Linked DNA regions of Sus scrofa: region 2 is linked to region 1. Evidence: chromatin contacts called from public Hi-C data. All regions are on one chromosome and are shown on one strand. The core of a region is the stretch at or near the end of the contact, and the rest is flanking DNA. Distances in the headings are between cores, read along the strand shown.

The links. Hi-C and Micro-C count contacts between places; a contact is called where the count stands out from the background.
Region 2: a Hi-C map of liver shows a contact between it and region 1, with 5 times the contacts expected there. The contact joins the promoter of TCF19 here to the promoter of CSNK2B in region 1. A contact is called at or near these places in 1 of 5 promoter capture datasets (liver), 4 of 47 Hi-C or Micro-C datasets (heart right ventricle, liver, mesenteric adipose tissue and 1 more) and 1 of 2 datasets of contacts at active chromatin or transcription factors (alveolar macrophages).

What each region holds. Positions count from the first base shown.
Region 1 is chr7:23,779,595-23,782,556 of Sscrofa11.1, forward strand. CSNK2B (casein kinase 2 beta) reads left to right here and starts at 1,600. Exons shown (of 7, transcript NM_001145377.2): 1 at 1,600-1,608; 2 at 2,210-2,292. The coding sequence starts at 2,221. GPANK1 (G-patch domain and ankyrin repeats 1) reads right to left here and starts at 752. Exons shown (of 3, transcript NM_001145383.1): 1 at 227-752.
Region 2 is chr7:23,557,847-23,560,669 of Sscrofa11.1, forward strand. It overlaps TCF19 (transcription factor 19), which reads left to right and starts at 1,431. Exons shown (of 3, transcript NM_001167591.1): 1 at 1,431-1,668; 2 at 2,698-2,823. The coding sequence starts at 1,431. CCHCR1 (coiled-coil alpha-helical rod protein 1) reads right to left here and starts at 304. Exons shown (of 18, transcript XM_021098445.1): 1 at 163-304.

The sequences.
Region 1 (2,962 bases), core at 350-2,849:
CAAAAACAAACAAAAACCCTCCTACGCGGAAAGTGAACCCCGAGGACCACGGATTGTGTAAAAATAGGAAACCCTATGGTAACAGACCATGCCCCTTAGTAAAGGTTAACAAAGTAGACTCTGTAAGACAGTTGCCCAGAAGTCCTGTGCTCTGCCCCCACTCCATCCTCACCATCAATAATAACAGCCTTTCTCTGAAACTACTTTACAACTGCGCGGGACATACCATTAAGGAAAACAATCAGCCTGGCTCTTTAAATCTTCCTGGATCCTATTTCGGGGTATTCTTAAACAAAAACAGACTTGACATTTGTCCGGAAGCAGGAAGCCGATTCGCGGGGAGGTTCCACTCGTTGCTTTGCAGCTTCCGTACTGCAAAATGGCGCTACTCTAAGCAAAGGCGTCCACAGTCAAAGCCGCATGCGCAGCTGAATGGGGAGCGGGCGGGGGACAAACAAAAACAATACTGGAGCACGCAGGCGCGCTGCTCCGGGCTATTTCCCGCCCTGGAATCTTTCCAATAACACAAGCGCAAAACGCCACGTGCCCTGGTAGCGCGAGGATCGAGAAATATCTGTCGGTTGGGGTCCTGCTTTTACCTAACGCCCCCACAATGCTCTTCGCCTCCCTCAACGTGGCCCCCGCTCCAAGCTCATTTTCTGGACCTGGGAAACCACCCTCTGGGTTAAGAAAGGCCCTGAGGCGGAGAATGCCCAGAAGCCGTGAAATGAAATAGTCACGCAGCCCCTCACCATTAATCTGACCAGGGTTGGAAGGTCGCACTTAGCACCCGCAGCAGAAGGCCCTGTTCAAGCCTTAAAAGGAAATGGAGAAGTGCAAGGGGACGAGCAACAGAATGGCTGGCGCCACCTCAGGTTAGCGCACGGGACCTTCCCGATTCTCACACCTCTCAGCTCAGCCAGCACACCCTACCCAGGTCCCTCAGCGCGGAACCCGGCCTCACCTCCCACCTCAGGAGATCAAACCCTTGAGTGAAATATGGGCCCCGTTGAGGGTCTCCTTGGCAGGCTGACTCGGACAGGGGGGCTCCACAAGCGATAAGGGCCAGGCAGCTGGTCGGTGATGAGGTCAATGGTCTGGGTAGCAGGGCCGCACGCCTGAGGCTCGTTGTGTGAGAGGGAGCGGCAGTAAATGATCCAGCCTGTCTTGTTCCTTTCCCCGCCCCCTCTCAGCCCCACGGTGATAAGATCACTCGACTATATTTCCCAGGCTCCCTGGCCCAGAACACGGTACTGCGTTTCCGCTTCCGGTGGCGGCTCCCTACGCCCCGCCCCGGAGCGTTTCCCTCAGGGGCCTCGCGACACCAGGGTCGTGGGCGGGTCGTCCTGGGATTCGTAGTTCGCCCTTTCTCAGTTGCGCCAGTTTCTAGCTTCCGAGGACTCCATCTCCCGGCGTTCACCGCGGCGCACGATTTTAAGCGCTTGCGCGTTGCCCTCTTCCCCACCCTCCCCAGTTTCCACTCCCCCCGCCCCACTTCGCCTGCCGCGGTTGGATCCGCGGCCTGCGTTGTAGCCGTCGCCGCGGTTCCTTGGAAGCAGAAACTCCCCTCCCCTCCCCGCCCCCCCGGTCCCAGTCCCCGTCCAGCCGGTGAGTCTGAGGTCGTTGCCGCGCCGCGTCCCCTGTTCCTGGGCGCGGCACAAGGGGTCTCCGTGCCTTGATGTGGGGGTGGGGAAGGAAGTGACCAGGTCCGGGACCGAAGGAAGGAGGGGGTGGTCTGAAGGATGGAGGCGGGATAAGGAGACTCCCGTGAAAGGGACCTAACTGCCATCCCCAGACTTTGAGAAAAAGAGGAGCTTAGCTCTTGCCTGGAAAGAAACTTCGGAAACCTTGGGAATGGGGCCGGGGACAAACGGAGACTTGCGGGGGTAGGGAATCTGAGCCGCAGGCCCTGCTGGAGTTGACATAGAGGAGAGAGGGGCCTGGCCTTGGGGAGCGTTAGGGATGTGGATAGGACTAATGGGTCAAGACCTGCCGGTTACACACAAGTGTTGGGACCCCAGAGAATTTCCTGTCTCTGAAAAAAGGGGTTGAGGTGTGAATAGGAGGAGCTGGAGAGAACTGCTCCAGTCTAGGATCCTTTAAGAAAGGGTGGCCCTAAATTCTTCTGTGGTTGGAGGGCAAAGTGTGGGAAGAGGGAGGATATCAGAGGCAGGGAGGAGAGCTTAGGCTGACACTCTTCTTTTTCTAGCTGAAGTGAAGATGAGCAGCTCAGAGGAGGTGTCCTGGATTTCCTGGTTCTGTGGGCTCCGTGGCAATGAATTCTTCTGTGAAGTGAGTTCTTAACCTCCTTGTCCCTTTCCACATATAATCTGGCCAGGCATTCTCTCGCATAGTATATATTCAGTTTCTAGATACTTGTTTTACAGTCTTCCGTAAAAACCCTTTCACGTTAAGAAAGAGTCTCCTTAGTAATTCTCTCACTAACTCATACTGAAGGCAAGACTGGGCCTCAGGTTGACCCTGCCACCCTCCAGCAATGTAATGTTGGACTCATCAACCCATGTTTTTATTACCACAGTGCTACCGGTAGCACCTGTTTCTGGTAGCTATTAGGAGAATTAAGACACCTCACGTTAAAATGTTTTGTAACGTGCAGAGCTGTGTGTTAACATAAGGGATTGTGAGCGCCTTCAGAACCCAAGCTGTTCAGCCTCCACCTTCCTCAGCAAGCCAGCTGCCCCTAAGGAGAGGCCAAAACTGACTCTTAGAGATGGGAAGCAGGAATGGGGACAGGATTTTTTTTTTTTTTTTTTTTTTTGGAGGCGGGGGTTGAATCAAAGCTGCAGCTGCTGGCCTATGCCCCAGCCACAGCAACCTGGGGATCCAAGGATACTAGTCAGGTTCATTACCGCTCAGCCACGACAGGAACTCTTTTTGCAGGGGGAGGGCTGGAGGCGTCCCACAGCATACAGGAGTTCCTGGGCCAAAGATATTGAACCAG
Region 2 (2,823 bases), core at 181-2,680, 220 kb before region 1:
ACTTCATTTGTCCTTTTACCCGGACCCTGTACCCCTCCACCCTGTGGACCCCTGAACCCACCCCCGCACCCCCTCTTGGCCCTTCCCGCCCCCAACCGACTCTTCCCGAATACCCCTTACCCAGCGCGAGCGACCCCTCTGCCCTTTGACCACACCCCCTACCCCTAGCTCAGAAGCGCGGCCTCAGCCCCTGACCGCGCCTGCGCAAAGCGGGCAGGTTGGCGGGACGCTCTAAAGCCCTTCACCCTTCCGGGAGGAGGAGGGGAAGAGGTGTACGCAGGCGCGGTAGTCTAAAGCCCGGCCCAATTATGGCACTGAGGGCATCTCCGCGCCCTGGCGGCTCCTCCCAACTCCGGGAACCCGGGAAAACTTGTGAACTAATCAGAAAAAGCGGAAGGCGGGAGATCGGAGACCCTCCCAGCGCGTCGCCCAATGGAGAGAAGGAGGGCAAAAGAGATGGCCAATCAGAAACGGCACGGGGGGCGGGCTCTCTCGGCGCGAAGTTCAGACCCGGGAATTCCGAAGGCGGGGTCGGTACTGCCCGCGCGCGGAGACGGCGCCCCTCCTGGCCCCGGCTTCCTCGCTGTCAAACAGCCGCTGGAGCACCAGCCCTGGCCGGAGCCTGAGAGATCCTGAGCTGCCGCACAGGCTGGCACTGCCCGGAGAGGGGACCGCTTCGAGACTGCACCTCGCGGTAGATAAGAATCTGGATTGCGGCGGGGAGGGAAAAGGCTGGGTTTCCCTCGCATGATCCCGGGAAGCCCTATCCTGTCTTTAATCCCACCTGGAGAAGTCGGGAAGCAGGGGTTTAGATCCGCTTTGTTAGAGAACATAGAGACCCATTTGCACTGCCTTTGGAGGGATGACAGTGGATAGACTTCCCACGGGGGTTTAAGCTATCTAGTTATGAGTGAGGGGTTGGCCAGAAGAGCGAGGCGCAGGCTAGCAGGTGGGTTACTCTGTTTGGATTAGCAGAATTGACAGGAAACTTCTCCAAATTACACTGAGGTGACAAGTTAGTATCACACAGAAGCAGGACCCCAGTCCTCCCCCCTTGCAATTCGCATATTCCCCAGAAGCTGCCTAACGTATTGTTGCCTGGCACAGACTTGAAGGCTCCCGGAATATTCTGCAGCCTGAGGATCTGATTCAACTTCGTGCCATAGGACATCTTCGTCTTTGCACTATACTGGGACCCTCACGAAATTTTTCAGTTGGAAAACTGTTGACAGCCAATCTTGCATCGAATCCTAGGCCCTTGCACTCTGAATTTACACTATTCGGGGAGCGTGCCCAAGGTTGAGATTGCACAAAGCACAGTTCAACTCTGCATCAGAGGGAAAGAGAACTTAGGCCAGCTGTGCATGGCCCAGGATTGGGAAGTGATGGATTCCTGAAGTGGAAGAGGTGGTGCAGAGGGGGCACCGCCCATGCTGCCCTGCTTCCAGCTGCTGCGCATAGGGGGCGGCAGGGGTGTCGACCTTTACACCTTCCACCCCCCAAGTGGGGCTGGCTGCACCTACCGCTTGGGCTGCAGGGCCGACCTGTGTGATGTGGCCCTGCGGCCCCAGCAGGAGCCCGGCTTCATCTCGGAAGTCCACGCGGAGCTGCACGCTGAGCGCCGGGGTGATGACTGGAGGGTCAGCCTGGAGGACCATAGCAGCCAAGGTGAGGAGTGAGCAGAGCAGCCTTATGCCTGGGCAATGGCAGTTCTGGGCTGCAAAGTCTCCACAGGGACCATTGCCTGCCTTCCACCCAATCTCCCCTTTGGGCTGGCTGGATGGTTATCACCCAGACCTGTCCTCCCACCAGAAATGTGCAGTGTCAGAAGCTCTTTGTGGAGCTGACCTTGTTTAGCTCATTCAGGGGCGGGAGCATCATCAGAGAAGTATCGCAGTGGGTTGTCCTGGGGCCAAGCTCAGACTTGACCAAGTTTCCAGACTTGTTCCCAAGTTGGCACCTTGTTCTTGGCTTAGGGCAGTTACATGTTGAATTGTTTTAATGATCTGAACCTATGTCTTACTCCTTTGACTCGGAGGCAATTACAGTCTCAGAAGGCCTGGGTTCACATCTGAGTGGTGCCACTGACCCCCGGCAGCGTCCCTCAGGCCTGTCACTTCACCTTTCTAGGTATTAGTTTCCTCCTAGGTAAACTATAAGCCTTTCTTAGGTCTGTTTTGGTTGGGAATGTTGTGAGGATTGGATAACTAGTGGCCAAGATGCACCTAGTGCTTACTGTTACAAGCCAGAACTGTCCTAAATGCACTAAATGTAGGTGAGCACAAATATCCCCACTTTCCAGACAAGGAAAATGAGGCACAAAAGTTGTCCAGGGCCACATGGCTGGTTAAGTAGTGGAGCTTGGATTTGAACCTAGACAATCTGAACTATGCGGATAGGTGTTGAGGCGGAGCTGGGTGAGTGAGCATCTCTGAGAATCAGACCTCAGTAGATTGAGGGAAGGAGCTTTTTCCCTCCATGCCTCCAGTGGGAGGGCATAAGAAACAAAAATTTGTTCCCAGTTCACAAAGAGCTTGCTATCTGGTGTTACCTGCGAAGGGACTTAGAACATGAGAACTGGATAACAGATGCAATGTTCTTCCTCGTGTTCCCCAGAAAATCAAACAGGACCAGATCTCTCCACTTCTGACCCACCATTTGTTTCTGTCGTTCTGTCTGGTGTCCCACCACCAACAGGGACTTTGGTCAATAATGTCCGACTCCCAAGGGGTCACAGGCTGGAGTTGAGTGATGGTGACCTTCTGACCTTTGGCCCTGAAGGGCCCCCAGGAACCAGCCCCTCAGAGTTCTACATGTTTCAGC